Regions from separate parts of the Sus scrofa genome. Here region 2 is linked to region 1. Evidence: chromatin contacts called from public Hi-C data. All regions are on one chromosome and are shown on one strand. The core of a region is the stretch at or near the end of the contact, and the rest is flanking DNA. Distances in the headings are between cores, read along the strand shown.

The links. A called contact is a pair of places that touch in the nucleus more often than the background predicts.
Region 2: a contact with region 1 is called in a Hi-C map of skeletal muscle, with 5 times the contacts expected there. The contact joins the promoter of DAGLA here to the enhancer-like site in region 1. A contact is called at or near these places in 5 of 5 promoter capture datasets (fetal liver, fetal skeletal muscle, liver and 1 more), 27 of 47 Hi-C or Micro-C datasets (adipose tissue, alveolar macrophages, blood and 15 more) and 2 of 2 datasets of contacts at active chromatin or transcription factors (alveolar macrophages and skeletal muscle).

Annotation. Positions count from the first base shown.
Region 1 is chr2:9,826,463-9,833,256 of Sscrofa11.1, reverse strand. DAGLA (sn1-specific diacylglycerol lipase alpha) reads left to right here. Exons shown (of 21, transcript XM_021082924.1): 2 at 6,247-6,385. The coding sequence starts at 6,291. Among named protein-coding and RNA genes, the nearest start is that of DAGLA, 34 kb to the left of the region's middle. Within about 2 kb of position 3,471, at least 20 of the 83 cell types and tissues checked have an H3K27ac peak or open chromatin away from gene starts, as enhancers often do. A contact at or near this core is called in alveolar macrophages, omental adipose tissue, retroperitoneal adipose tissue and 2 more, where this site is marked.
Region 2 is chr2:9,859,198-9,865,491 of Sscrofa11.1, reverse strand. It overlaps DAGLA (sn1-specific diacylglycerol lipase alpha), which reads left to right and starts at 1,684. Exons shown (of 21, transcript XM_021082924.1): 1 at 1,684-1,785.

The sequences.
Region 1 (6,794 bases), core at 2,222-4,721:
GGACAGAGCCCTGAAGGCTGCCCAGGGCCCTGCATCCCTGCAGTCAGTCCCCCTAGACTAGATAAACTGCAGCAGCAACATAGAAACACTTGGTATCAGACGGACCTACCAGGCAGCAGGTGCCAGTCTCCCTCACTGTTTTTGGAGCATCGTTTCATTTCAAAGCTGTTTCTCATGGGGCATCCCATCCATTATGGGAATGGGGGTCATGGGCCCTCTTCTCACAGCCCCAGGGATCACAACACCTCGCAGAGCTAAGGGGTCCTCATTAACGTCCTGATTTCCCTCTTTACTCTGGCCACCAGGAATCGTGGAGTCAAATGATAGTCTAGCCCTCCTGTGAGGGCCTTTGTCTCTTGCATGTGTGCGGCAATTTCCCTAACCTTCTGATTTAATTTACTTTGTTTTTGTTCTGAGGTTTGTTTTTAAGGTTATATTCTAACTCATTATTTGTGCTTCCTACATGGGCACATGCAGCCTTGGTTGTGGACACCAGTACCTATTAACCAGGACAAAAATACCAGCCTGCCCTAAGTCCAGGCTCCTCATTTTTCAGAAGAGGTAGCTGAGGTCTGGAAGGGAAGGGACTTTCTGCCTGGGGACGCTGCCCTTGGTCTGGCAGCTCTAGCCGTGGCTGGCCATGGCCCGGTCACCAGCCTCGGCAGGCAGGGCTGGACAGGGTCCCGGCAAGGTGGGCTTGGGGCTGAGGTCTCCTCTGTCCACGAGCCAAACCGCAGAGCACTGGGGACCCCACCCGCCGGGAGGTGGCGAGCTAGTCACCCACACCTCTGCTGGAGACTGCACCAGTGATGGATGCCTTCTGGAGGGTTGATCTCCTGCGAGGGGGCTCACGTGGATGTTGCCGGCTTCCAGAAGGGTTATGTATCCAGAGCGTGAAAGGGAGGATCGTGGCCCAGGCTCCCTGGGGTCACACACCGCTCATGGGAGTGTCTCTTGGGCAGTTGGAGCAGGGCGGGCTGAGAGGCAGGAGAAGGGGCGGGCCGGCTCAGGGGACGCTGGGGCTGTGTGTCCAGCACCGGGTGGAATGGATGTACTGGGAAAGCTAGGAGCCTCTGGGGCCTTTCTGAATCTCAGTTTCCTCATCCATGAAAGGAGGCCTGAAGACCTTTTTCCGAGGCCCCTTCTAGCCCTGCCCTTCCTGCATGAGCTGTGGGCTTTGGCTGGCAGCAGGAAGGGCCTGGGTCTCTGCCTGCTCAGCCTCTTGCTCCTCAGAAGGTGTGGGCCAGCGTCTCTGAGCCTCGGCCTCCTGGTTCTTCAGCAGTAATGGTCGTGGAAGAGCCACCACGTTCACTGAGCACCTGCTCTGGACAGGTGCTGGCTTAAGCATATGACTCATTTAATCTTGGTGATAATTCTGAGGTAGCTACTGTTCTTAGCCCCATTTTAGAAATAAGGAACTGAGGCACAGAGAGGTTAAGTAACTTGTCCAAGGTCACGCAGCCAGGAAGTGCACAGCCAGGAGCCAGACACAGCCTGATTTTGGAGTGTGTGGAGTGAGAGGGACGCTGTCGCCCTGCATCACTGCTGAGGGGATGGCAGGTGATTCGTCCAGGACGTGGAACACGGGAGGGGCTCAGCTGATGTCCAGTGTATCCCCATGGCCGGGACCTGGCTGTCACCCCCCCTCTCAGGCTCAACTTTTAGCCCATCCTTGGGCACAGATGCCCAAGGCCACCTCTGCCTGGTGGGAAGTCTCATGGGCTGACCTAGAGGCTGGAGGTGACGCTGGATGGGCCTCCTACAGCACGTCATCCTGTCCCCTGTGGTTCAGCCTGTCTCCAGTGCCCTGGCCCCACTGTGGGCACCAAGGTGACCCTCATCTCCCACCAGCCCGAAGCTGGGATCCTCTGTGCCCACGGCAGCCCATGCCATCCTCCATCCCGGGAGCTCTCAGCACCCCACCAGCTGGACCCACTGCCCAGGGCCAAGCTCAAGGGGACCTTAGGATCAAGGAATGAAGCCCAGCCTGGGGTGCTTTAAATAGTAGCCCCCCCCACCCCAGGCCTGGGGCGGAGTGGATTACCCTGTCAGGGCTTCTGATCAGGGCCAGTCACGGGCAACAGCAACACCTGCCCAAACCGCAGCACCTGTCACGGATCACCCTGCCACAGAGTCCCCAGGAGCCCCTCCGGAGCCCTGCTGAAATGATGGTCCCTGCATACAGAGCCCTGGGCTCTGCCAGGACCCACGCAGACCTCTGACCTCATCCCAGCCATCGCAGCCTTCTTGGGGGTGGGGCGGCAGCGGGATGTCCCTGGCTGCAGCTCAGGAACTGAAGCCAACAGAGTTCAGACAGCCAGGGGAGAGGACGGTCCTCCAGGAGCAGGCAGGGAGGTGCTGGGGAGGGACAGGTCCCCAAAGCAAAGGGTTTGCGCGAAGAGGGGAAGGGGTCGTGTGTCTGGACCTAATGGCAGCTGCTTTGGGGGATGGCGCAGTGGTTTGGAGGGGCCAGGGCTGCTGGGGGAGAGGGGCTGGCTCACACTCCAAGGCGTGGGGGGCATGTGTGGAGGAGGCCAGCGCGGCAAGTCCCCGCCCCCGGGATGGGCAGCAAGGAGTCAGCAAGTCAACTCTAAGACAGTGTGCTGAGGGCCACACTGAGACCATGGGTCCCACGAGGAGGCAGCCTGTTCTGCCTGAGGATGGGTGGGGGGCGCTGTCGGGGAGGGGTTTCGAAGAGAGGGTGGCTTTTGGTCGGCCTGGAAAGATGAGCAGGATTTTGCCTGGCAGAAGAACTGGGGTGAACAAAGCTCAGATTCCAGTGTGGTGTCTTTAGGGAGCAGCAAATTTGGAGGGTTGGGAAGGGAAGGTGCGCAGTGTGAGAAGGGGCTGGACTGCCTCCCCAGCCAGAAAGGGGCCCTGCGCCTGTCCATGCCTGGGATTCCTGGGGCTCGGGAATGTCTTCCTGCTTCAGGACCCAGAGAGGGCAAGGCACCTGCCCACGGCTGCACAGCCCACCTGCCAGTTGCCGAGGCCCCTTCCTGCTGCCTGAGGCTTGGACTTTATCCTGCAGACCCCAGGAGCCTTGGAAGGTTTTTAAAGTCCAGGTCAGCATGTGCCTTTTAGAAAACAGTTTTGCGTTTTTGGAAAGAGGAACTCGGAGAATGGGTTAATACTTAACTCAGGGGCATGAATCCGCATCAAGGAAATGGGGCTTCGAGGGTGGAGGAAGAAAGGGGCCTCGTGGTGCCACCCAAGTCATTCCGTCCACATGTGGGGCCGTGTCCTGGCACCCCACTCACACCTGCCTGGACCCAGCAGGGCCCCTATTCTCTCCAGCCAAAGGGGGGGGGTGCCACACCTCCCCTGGCAGTGTCCCTGGACTGGCTAAGGAGGGGAGGCCGTGTGCCCCTCCACTGAGGTTACTGAAGGGCACGGACGCTGTGCCCTGGGGGAGGAGAGCCAGAGGAGGTGCTTTGTGGCAGCCCCAGACCAGGAAGTGGCCTGTGCCCTCCCCCAGCCTGAGCCATTTCCGCCAGATGAAATCACATCCCCAGCAGGGGAACAGGCCCCCATTGTAAAGGGCTGGGGTCTCAAGAGAAAGGACGCCTTTCAGGCCCTTAAAAACAGCAGCCCTGAGATTTATGAACCCGCATGGGATAGAGCGGCCCATCCTCCCCCAGCAGCAGCACAGACCCTGTCCCCCCCGACCCCACACCATGACCTGGTGGTGACCAGCTGGAGAAGCCACTAGTCCAGGCGGGGGAGGGGCAGCTGGTCCACTGGGTACACAGGCTCTCCGTCGGCCTCACCCGCCTGTGCTGAGGCCATCACTGGCTCTGTCCAGCACCGCTGGGGCTGCTCATATGGTCCACACCAGACCCTCCCAGGTGGGAATAATGGACATTTTACAGATGAGGAAGCTGAGGCACAACCAGTAAGTCACACCATCACACGTCACAGTGGAGCCGGCACTGGAACCCAGGCAGCGCTGGGCCTGGGATTCTGCAGTGATGGACCAGGCCCGGGTGCAGCCCAGAGGGCACAGGGCATGGTTCCCAGGCCTGCGAGGGGGCACCCGGTGGGGTCAGCCCACAGGAGCCCCACCACGTGACCTACTAGGTGGGACTGGCACTGACCACAGCTGTCGGCTGGGGGCTCCCAGAGGCTGCCACTGGCCGTACCACTCCAGGGTCTTGACAGATCTTCGGCCGCCTCTGAAGGGGTGCCAGGCTCGCCCCACTTCTCCCACCAGAGAGCAGGGAGGGTGGGGCCGTGAGTGAGGTGGTTAGGTGTACGTGTGAGCAAGGGTGATTTCGCCATTCTAGACTCCTAGAGGTGCAGGGTGGGGGTGAGGGAGGCGTTTGGGAAGGGCTCGCCATGGTGCATCCCTGCGAACCAGGTATTCCAGCTCCTGGCAGGGCAGCCCTCACCCGCCAGCCCCTCGGGGACGGCCCTCCCCTCCCCCGCGGGGCCTGGCCTGATCGGAGCAGCCGGGGAGCCACGGCACCTGCCAGGACCTCTCAGCCATTTCCTTTGTGTGAGGGCCCCGGGTCCAGCCCCACACTCCCCCTCACCCTCCGCGGGCCACCTGGAGTCCGGGAGGGGCTGCAGAGAGCTGGCGGCTGAAATGCCAGCTGTTGGCAGCTCTGTCCTTCTGCAGCCCCGCTACCACCCACGGAGTCCCAGCCCCTCCCATCCCGTCCGTCCATCCTTTCAAACCGAAGCCGATGCTGTCAGCCACTTGTCACAGGCACACCACTGGAGCCCCAGCCTCCTGCAGTCCCAGACCCCCCCCCCACCCCCGGCCACCCCACCACGCAGCTCCGTGCTCTCCATCCTTCTCCCGCTTCCCAGAATCCGTGCTCCGACTCCTCCTTGGAGAGAGTGGGATGATGTCACTTCCTGAGGGTGGGGGGAGGAGTAGGCACGACCCCGGCAGGCTAGCCCGCCAGCCCGCCCGCCAGGCCACCACCTCGCTGCGAGCAGCCTGGCAGCTGGATGAAGTGGCCGCGCCAGGGAGAGGGCGAAGGAGACGGCCGGGCTGGACGTGCTGGCCGGTCCCCCGGCCCCACACCCCCTCGCCCACCCTGAGGGCCGTGCCCACCAGCTGGGGGAGACTTGGCCACTTCGTGAGTGATGCCGTTCTCCGCAGATACTCTTCTTCCCTGGAGCCGTCACCGGGGAGAGGAGGACTTGCTGCCCACCCCTGGACCAGGTGCTATGTAAGCCTCTGCCAGCCTGGGGGCAGCTGCCCCCAGCGCCCAGCCTCCCGCAGCAGGGGTTCCTCCATACAGTTCGGCGCCGGGCTACCCTGGAGCTCCTTGCCAGTATTCCCCTTGCCAGTATCCCCTGTGGGGAGCCAGTCGGCTCTTGCCACCCCTTCCTTGCTCCTGGGGCTCCGGGGAGTGGGGACTCGGATTCCTGGGCCCTCCTCCCTGAGCTTGCCTGCAGCTGATTTGAATTCAGCTACTTCAGAGAGTTGGGATCTGGGCCGCCAAGGCTGTATGGCCCAGGGTGGGCGAGGAAGCCAAGAGGGTGGGACACCCACAGGGCTCGCCCACTGCCCTGGCAGCAGCGGGGCCGGGCACCCCCGCCAGGCTCCCGATCCCCAGTCTCAACCGTGTCCTTCCCCACCGAGAGGCATGGCTGTGGTTGGGAATTCTGTCTGACGGGGGCAAAATCAAGTCATAGAGCCTGCGCTCAGCCTTCCAGCAAAGCAAGAAATGGAAGGCCTCATTTACCAAGTATTTACTGCGCACCTACTATGCACTGGGCTCCCATCCTCCATATGTGCCAAACCCACGCATGCCCTCTCCCTCACCTGCCCCGAGGCCTTTGACTCTCCCTGGCCAGCTCAGCTCATGCGAGGGCACAGGCTCGGGCTTGGTCCAGGAAGCCCCCCACCCCAAGAACAGCATGCCCTGGGCAGGGGTCTCCCCTGATCCCTTGGAGGGGGAGGCAGGGGTGCACCCAGGTCCTGAATGGAGCTGAGCTCTTCCTGTTGGGGTGACCACAGGCAGAGCTGATCATCCCAAGGGCTCTGTGCCAGCCTTGGGGACAGGAAAGTCCTCTGGGCTAAGGCTGAAGCCACTGTCTTGCTGCTGCACTTTTAAATGCTGGCTCTGGTGGGGGGGGGGGGCTACAACCGGAAGTGGTCCTGCCCAGGGGTGGGCCTGGAAGCCCCTGGGCCTCAGGGCATGCTGCTGGGCATACCTCGCCAGGACTGTGGTGGCCCTGGGTGCCACAGCGGCCTGGGCAGCCTCAGGGTCCTCTGCTGTGTTTCAGGAGGTGAGCGCCAGGCCCGCTGAGCCTCCGCAGAGCTGCCAGCCATGCCCGGGATCGTGGTGTTCCGGCGGCGCTGGTCTGTGGGCAGCGATGACCTCGTCCTGCCGGCCATCTTCCTCTTCCTCCTGCACACCACCTGGTGAGTCTCGGCCTGGAAGGAGGGCCCTGGCCACTTGTCCTGACCCTGTTGTGTTCCCAGCTCCCAGGAGCTGGTGTCGAGAGACATCCGCCCCTTAGGGCGATACCCGGGTAGGACCCAGAGACCCGCCTGGCCATCGGGGGACCTGACCCCAGCACTGGGCTGAACTGCCGTCTGCCCACCCACAGCTGGTGGCTGAGCACCCTGCCCCCGCGTCTCTGCCCCTGGCTGCCCCTGGCTGCCCGTGGCCTAGAGGGACTCCCTGCTGGAGGACCGCAGTTCTGCACCCAGAGCCGAAACGTCATCCATCCGGCCGGAGTCCAGGCTGGGGGGCTACCTGCCAGGGGGCGGCCGCGCGGCGGGGGAGGGGGGCACGCAGGCTGCCCGGCCCCCCTGACATGTGCGTCCC
Region 2 (6,294 bases), core at 435-2,934, 34 kb before region 1:
TACACATGTGTGAATGTGCGTGCACTGGGCAGCTAAAGGAGTGAGATGCAGCTGATATAACTGGCCGGGGCCCAAGCTGGACCTATAAGATACTTTCTTTTGGGAAGCTAGAACTTTGAACCAAGGCACAATTAATTTTGGCAGTTTGGCTTCTGATTCATTGCCATGATCTAGACAGAAGGTTCTCAAACTGCCATGTTACAGTCAGTCTTAAAGACTCTCTGATCCTTGCCCTTCCTGAGGCCGGGAAGGTCCAACACTTTCTCCACTCTCCTGAGGTATTCCACCCCGTCCTTGTCCTCCCCACCCCCAATTTTCTCGAAGTAGCCTGGAGTTTGCCTTCAAAATAACCACGGGTAACAACAGAAGGCTTTCCGGAAGTAGCTCCCACCTGTTTCAACAGAGAGGAAGGCTGCCCTGAACTCAGAGTCTCACTTTAAACCCCAAAGTCCAGGGAGTTCCCTGGTGGCACGGTGGGTTAAAGATCCAGTGTTGTCACGGCTATGGCACAGATTCAACCCCTGGCCCAGGAACGCCGGCACACCGTGGGTACAGCCAAAAAAATAAATAAAAAATAATAAAAAATAAGAAATAAAATAACTAATAAACCTCAAAGTCCAGATGATTCTCAGGCGAATACTCCATCTCAGCTCCCCTTACACATAACTAATTGTTTGTGCTCCCACCAGACTGCTGCTTTTCACCCTCTTTTCTTCAGATGCCCCCAGGACCCAGAGAATGTTTTAGAGGCACGCCCTCTGCTGAGACTCGCCACTCCCCTTTTGGCTTCTGAATTCAACTCCAACTTTGAGACCCAGTTGGGTCCTCACTTCCTCCAGACGCAACTCCCTTCCTCCCCCAAGGCTTGCTTAAGTGCCCTTTCCAAGCGCTCCATCCGCCCTCTGTGCTGAGCCCCCGCACCACGAGCACCCTGTCCTGTGATGAGCTAGTATCGTCCAGACTGAGCTCCTCAGGTTCTGCTTACCTTTGTGCCCACTCACTCGCCCAGCTGAGGGCAGCGCACATGGACCGCGGTGCTCCCTGCTCAAGGCTAGCTCTCAGGGAAGGTGTGTTAAGTGAATGAATGGGCGAGTGTGAAGCAGAATAGGAAGGGCGATGGCCTTCATTTGCCCGGAATTCAAAATCCACCAAGCGCCCTTTTGGATGTCAGACACCATGATGGGCACTGTAGGGGTGAGAGGTGAGGGGCGGGCACAGATGATGAAGATGTGCTCTGACCCCCCCCGCCCCGAAGGAGCACTCCGCACCCGCGAGGAAAAGGAACCCACCTCTCCCTTTCCTCCTCCCCAATGAACCAGTTTTCCACTGATCCTACATGCTTTTTTTGCTTCTCCCACGCTAAACCCGGTCACGCGGGGCCTGAAGGAGGGGGACCCAGACGGCTCCCTTCCCCGCATGCAGCGCGGCTGGCCCTGCCCCTCCCGGCCGCCCACGGAGCCCAGCAGCGGCCGGAGCTGGGCGCCCACCGCCCCCACGGCGCGGGGCTCGGAGACCGCGAAAGACTCCGCTAGCTCGGGCCTCGGCGCCGCTCCCCTCCCTGGCACCAGGGGGCGCTGCCGCCCCACGGCCGTCGCCATGGTCACCGCTGGCGGCGGAGTGGGGTTTACGTAAAGGACGCAGCGTCCCCCGGGGGGCGGAGGCGGCCTTCGCGCCGGCGCCGGCGCCCTGCGGAAGCGGCGTTAGTGAATCGGGGCCTTGGGGAGCCCAGGATGGAGGTGGCGGTCGCGGCGGCGGCGGCGGGCCGAGCCCTGCGGCGGGCTGGAGGTAAGGGGGGCCGCGGGCGCGGCGGGCCGGGCCCTGGGCGCGGGCGCGGTGCAAGCGGCGCGGCAGCTGGGCAGTGTCCAAGGCGCGCGGTGGCCCGCCCGACGGGTCCGCGGGCGGAGGTGCGGCTGCCACGCGCGCCCGTGGCAGGTGTGGGATCCTTGGAGCTCCTGTCACCGGTGTGGGGATGGTGACACCCGTGGCGCGGACGTGGGCAGCATGGGTCTGGCACAGGCAGTGTGGTTTTCCTGGCACGGGTGCCAGAAGACTCACCCCCACCTTGGTGCGGTGGTGGCCGCCGAGGTGTGAGGCGGTCGCAGCCCTCTGTGCACCACTTGGACTGGTGCCTGGGTGACGGTGGCCAGCTCGTGGGCGCAAGGTGGTGCCCCTGGCATGGGTGTGAGGAAGTACTCTCGTCAATAAGGCATTGGATGGTTCTGGCCTTGACATGGTCTGGAGTGATGGAACCCCAGGGTTGGAGAATTGGTGTCCTGAGCATGACAGGAGTTGCTGGCATGACTGAGAAATGGCCCTGGCCCAGCATGGTGCCACGGGCAGCCTGGCCCTGTGAAGGGAGAATCCATGGCCCTCAGACCCAGCTAGACGGGAAGGATAAATGCCCATCCTCCCACTCCAGTGACGCTGAGGGACATTGGGGCTGGCACAGGGGTCCACCTTTAATGTCTGTTGGGTACGCCGGACCAAGGAAGGCAGAAGGCTGGGAGGTGGTTAGTGTTCTCTATGATGGACGTGAAAGAGAGACGCCAGGAGATGCTTCTACCACGAGGACCCTGTTGGTGACCGAGACGGAGACCTGTCCAGGTACTAGCTGTCCTGGACTCATGAAGTCATCCAGCTTTGGGGAAGAGGGGAGGGGTGGATGGGTCTCAGCTCTGCTCACTATCCCTGAACATGTGTCCTGAGAAACGTGCAGGGCTGAGAGTTGGGCGGCGTCAGAGGGGTGCTCCAGCCGCCTGTAGTCCTGCGCCCCGCCTCTTCCTTGGGTTGATGGTTCGCTCCTGGATATCTGGGAGCTGCCTCTCTTCTTTGGAGGCTTGGAAGCCTTTGGGTCCAGAGGACCGTTTGGGGGGAATGTTTGAAAGATGAGCCTGCAGCCACTGGGAGGGTGCTAGGACCGCCTCCGCACTCACCCGTTCTTTGGGAAGCTTTGGGTGAGGCTCTCGCTCAGTGTCCCATGGGTTCTACTTCCCAGGGCAGGGGGCAATTTACGGAGCCCCAGAGAAGTCTTGGGTTGGGGGAAGTCTTTGGTCTTTGCGGATCTCTTGGGGAAGTGGAGTCGGAGGTAGAAGAATAAATGAGGCTGGGCCTGGGGAAGGCCTTTAGGAGTCCAGAAAGAGGAAGGGGAGGGGAGGCAAGGGTGGTGGTGGCAGCCTTGCCATGTTGGGTGCCTGGAGATGCCGCTGAGGTTCCTTAAAGCTGGAGGGTCGTCCAGGGCCTTTGGAACCGGAAGACTTGAATTCCAGTCCTGCCTGTGTGACCTTGAGCAGGTGACTTTACCTCCCAGAGCCACATCCGAAGGTGGTCGCAGGGGATGAAGGATGGTGCATGGAAACCCTTCGTGCAAGGCTGTGCAAAGGTCAGGGATTATCATCAGGTAAAGAGACCAGGGCAGGAGGGCAGAGGAAATGAAGGCGTGGAATGGAGATTGGGGAAGGAGGCAGCCCAGCCGGCAGGACGAGGGCCTGTCATTGGGAATTAGAGGCCCAGAGCGTAAAGGCTCCTGGTGGGGAAAAGTGGGATCTGTTGACATTGTGAGTCAGCTGCTGAGCTGGAACCAGGCGCCAGGTCTCCCGAGGACGGTCCCCAGCATGGCCGAAGCAACTGTCGAGTCCTGCAGCAGTGGCCTGAGCAGGAGGGAGCCTTCGCTGGGGCTGCAGGCGTGCCCAGGCCGCGCCGGGCTGGGAGGTGTCTGCGGCTGACAGATCTGGGGTACCTGTGTGGGAGGCAGACTTGGAAGTGTGTGTTTTCTCTTGAGAATTTCCTTTGGCTCCGGGTTCAGAGGACGGGGGTGGGGAGCGGCCGCCTCAGCCTTTCGGGGGTGGGGGCTGGGAGAAAGCAAAGTGGGTCAGAGTCTCCAGAGGGGACGCAGGGCTGGGGGGTCCTGGGAGGGAGGTTGAGGCTGGACGGCTGGAGCTGGGGCATCGTGGGGGATGCTCTCGGATACATGGGACAAGGAGAAGGGGCAGTGGACACCCTCAGAGGGACAGGTGAGAGCAGGACAGGTGTAGCAGGAATTCCCCAAGACGCGGACCCATTTCTGCCCAAAGCGCCTTCCTAGGTGGAGAAGGGGAAGGTGGCTGCCAGTCACTTGAACTTTCAGCCACTGGGACCTAGGTCCTGATAAGGGGCTGCAGGGCCTGAATGAGTGTATACCCTGCGGCTAGCAGGCCCTGCCCTGGAAGGCCCGTTTCCATGAACCCAGGCCCATCGCTCCAGCATTCCTCTGTGTCCGCCTTCGCCATCAACCTGTCTCACGAGCTTGGGCCCCGAGGCAGAAAACTTTTGCCCTGGGTCAGTGCTGCGGTGTCCAGCCACGTGGGGAGAAGGAGGACACGGCCCTGCCAGCCCCTGGGTGGTGAGCTGACTTTTCCGTGCCCGGGGCCTCACCCTGTCTGGGGTCCGCTGCCTGGACACTGCCTGGCGCTGCAAGTGCATCCTCGGCCGCCCATTTCGCTGCCTCCCCAGGAGCTGCCAGCACCTCAGCTCCCTACCTGCTAGTCCTTTAAAAGGACGCCTCAGGCCTCTCTGATGTGAATATTCAGCAGTCTCGTCCCCTCAGCTCACCCTGCACACCTCCGCCTGTTTGTTCTGATTTGTGGCTCAGCCTTATGGTTTGGGGGCTCCAGGAGCCCTTTGCAGCCACCCCTTGCCATCTGCTTGGAGTGCTGGGACTCTGCATGGCGAGCTGCATGGCAGAGGGGCAGATCAGAGACAGCACGGGAGGAGGTGACCTCTGTTTCCCCGAAGCAGAGCAGGGCTTTCTTCCGGGTCCCCAGGGTCCAAGGCCATAGGAAGCCCAGCCAAGTCACCTGCACCCCTTGTCATGGTGCGCAGATGCTGATCTGGAGCAGGTTCCAGCTGGAGTGGGGGGCTGGTAACATAGGTGTGGCCACCGAGGGCAAGTGGCTCTCTGGAGCTGAGGATTTTCTCAGCTCTGGTCCTCAGTCCTAGCCCCATTTCTTTGTCCATGTTTCTCCGAAAGTTGCTTAACTCAGTTCCTGGCAACCTTTCCTTGCTCAGCTGCTTCATAAATCACGGTGCCCAGCTGCTCGGCTTCAGGGGTGCCAGGGCATCGGGCATTTCTGGACAGAAGCTTCTAGGCCGCAGCTGAAAGCCCCAGGCTGGCCGGCCACAGCCGAAGGCCTGGCCTGATGGTGGGAGCCCTGCTCCCCACAGCCCATCTCACCAGGACCAGGGAGGGACCATGCTCAGGGCTTCATCACCTGTTGGCCCCGTGCTTGCTCCATCTGAGTTTAGTTTCTCCCCGGAAGGGCTTCATATTATACTCGCGGCGGCCCGGCAGGTGTGCCGGGGAAGTGTTAGTAGCGTGCGGTCAGAGGACCATAAATCTTTTAGAGCCGTGCAGCCCAGGGCTCTGTGGGATGTGGTTACCTCCCCAGCGGGCAGAGCTGAAGCCTGTTTATCTTGATTTTCCTTTTCCTTCCTGATACTTTGACTGAGCTGGATCTCTCTGGGTGGCGGTGGTGGTGGCGGTGGCGGGAGGCACTGGTGTGTAGGCGAGGAGGACCCGGGAAAGTGCCTTCCCCATGGGGTGCCCTGGGCCAATGAGGGCAGGGCCCAGGGAGGTGACGGGGAGGGGAGTGGTGAGGCCCCAGGTGAGGAATGCCCAAGGGCTCCGCAGGATGGCGGTGGAGAGGGGCAGGGCTGGGGCCCTTCCCGCCGCAGGGCTGCCCGGCGGCGGCACGTGTGCGAGGCCGCGTGTGCCCGTAAGCGAGCGTTTCTGTGGGAGGTGAGGGCTGAGGGGGTGTGGAGCGCCTGGCAGCGGGGGAGCTTGTGGGCTCCCATGTCTGGCCGGCCTGGTGTCAGTGGGTGTGTGCCGTGGGGTGTTGCTGGGCTCCACGAAGCGGGAGGGAACAGCGGGCCTAAGGGGGAGGTGGCTTTCCAGCTCTGGGAGGGTGAGTTTAATGTCTCTGAGTGATGCTTCCAAGAGGAGCCTGTCTGCTTTCTCGGTATTCCTTAGAAGGAAGCCTGGGCTGGGGGTGTGGCTCTCGCTGCCCGTTTGTGCTCACACACGCCTGCTTCCACCTCCTCCCCAGCCCGGGCAGCCAGGCAGTGGCCGCCCGGGTGACAGAAGAGAGCAGGGGAGCCCCTGGACCTTAAATTTGGGCCTCTGGAGCCAAACGCACCCACGTTTGAATCCTGGTACCTCTCTACACCTCAGTTTCCTCATCTGTAAATTGGGGACGGTAAAGCCTCCCACCGGGTGGGTGTAACCCAGGACCGATAAAGCCCGGTGAGTGGAAGGATCAT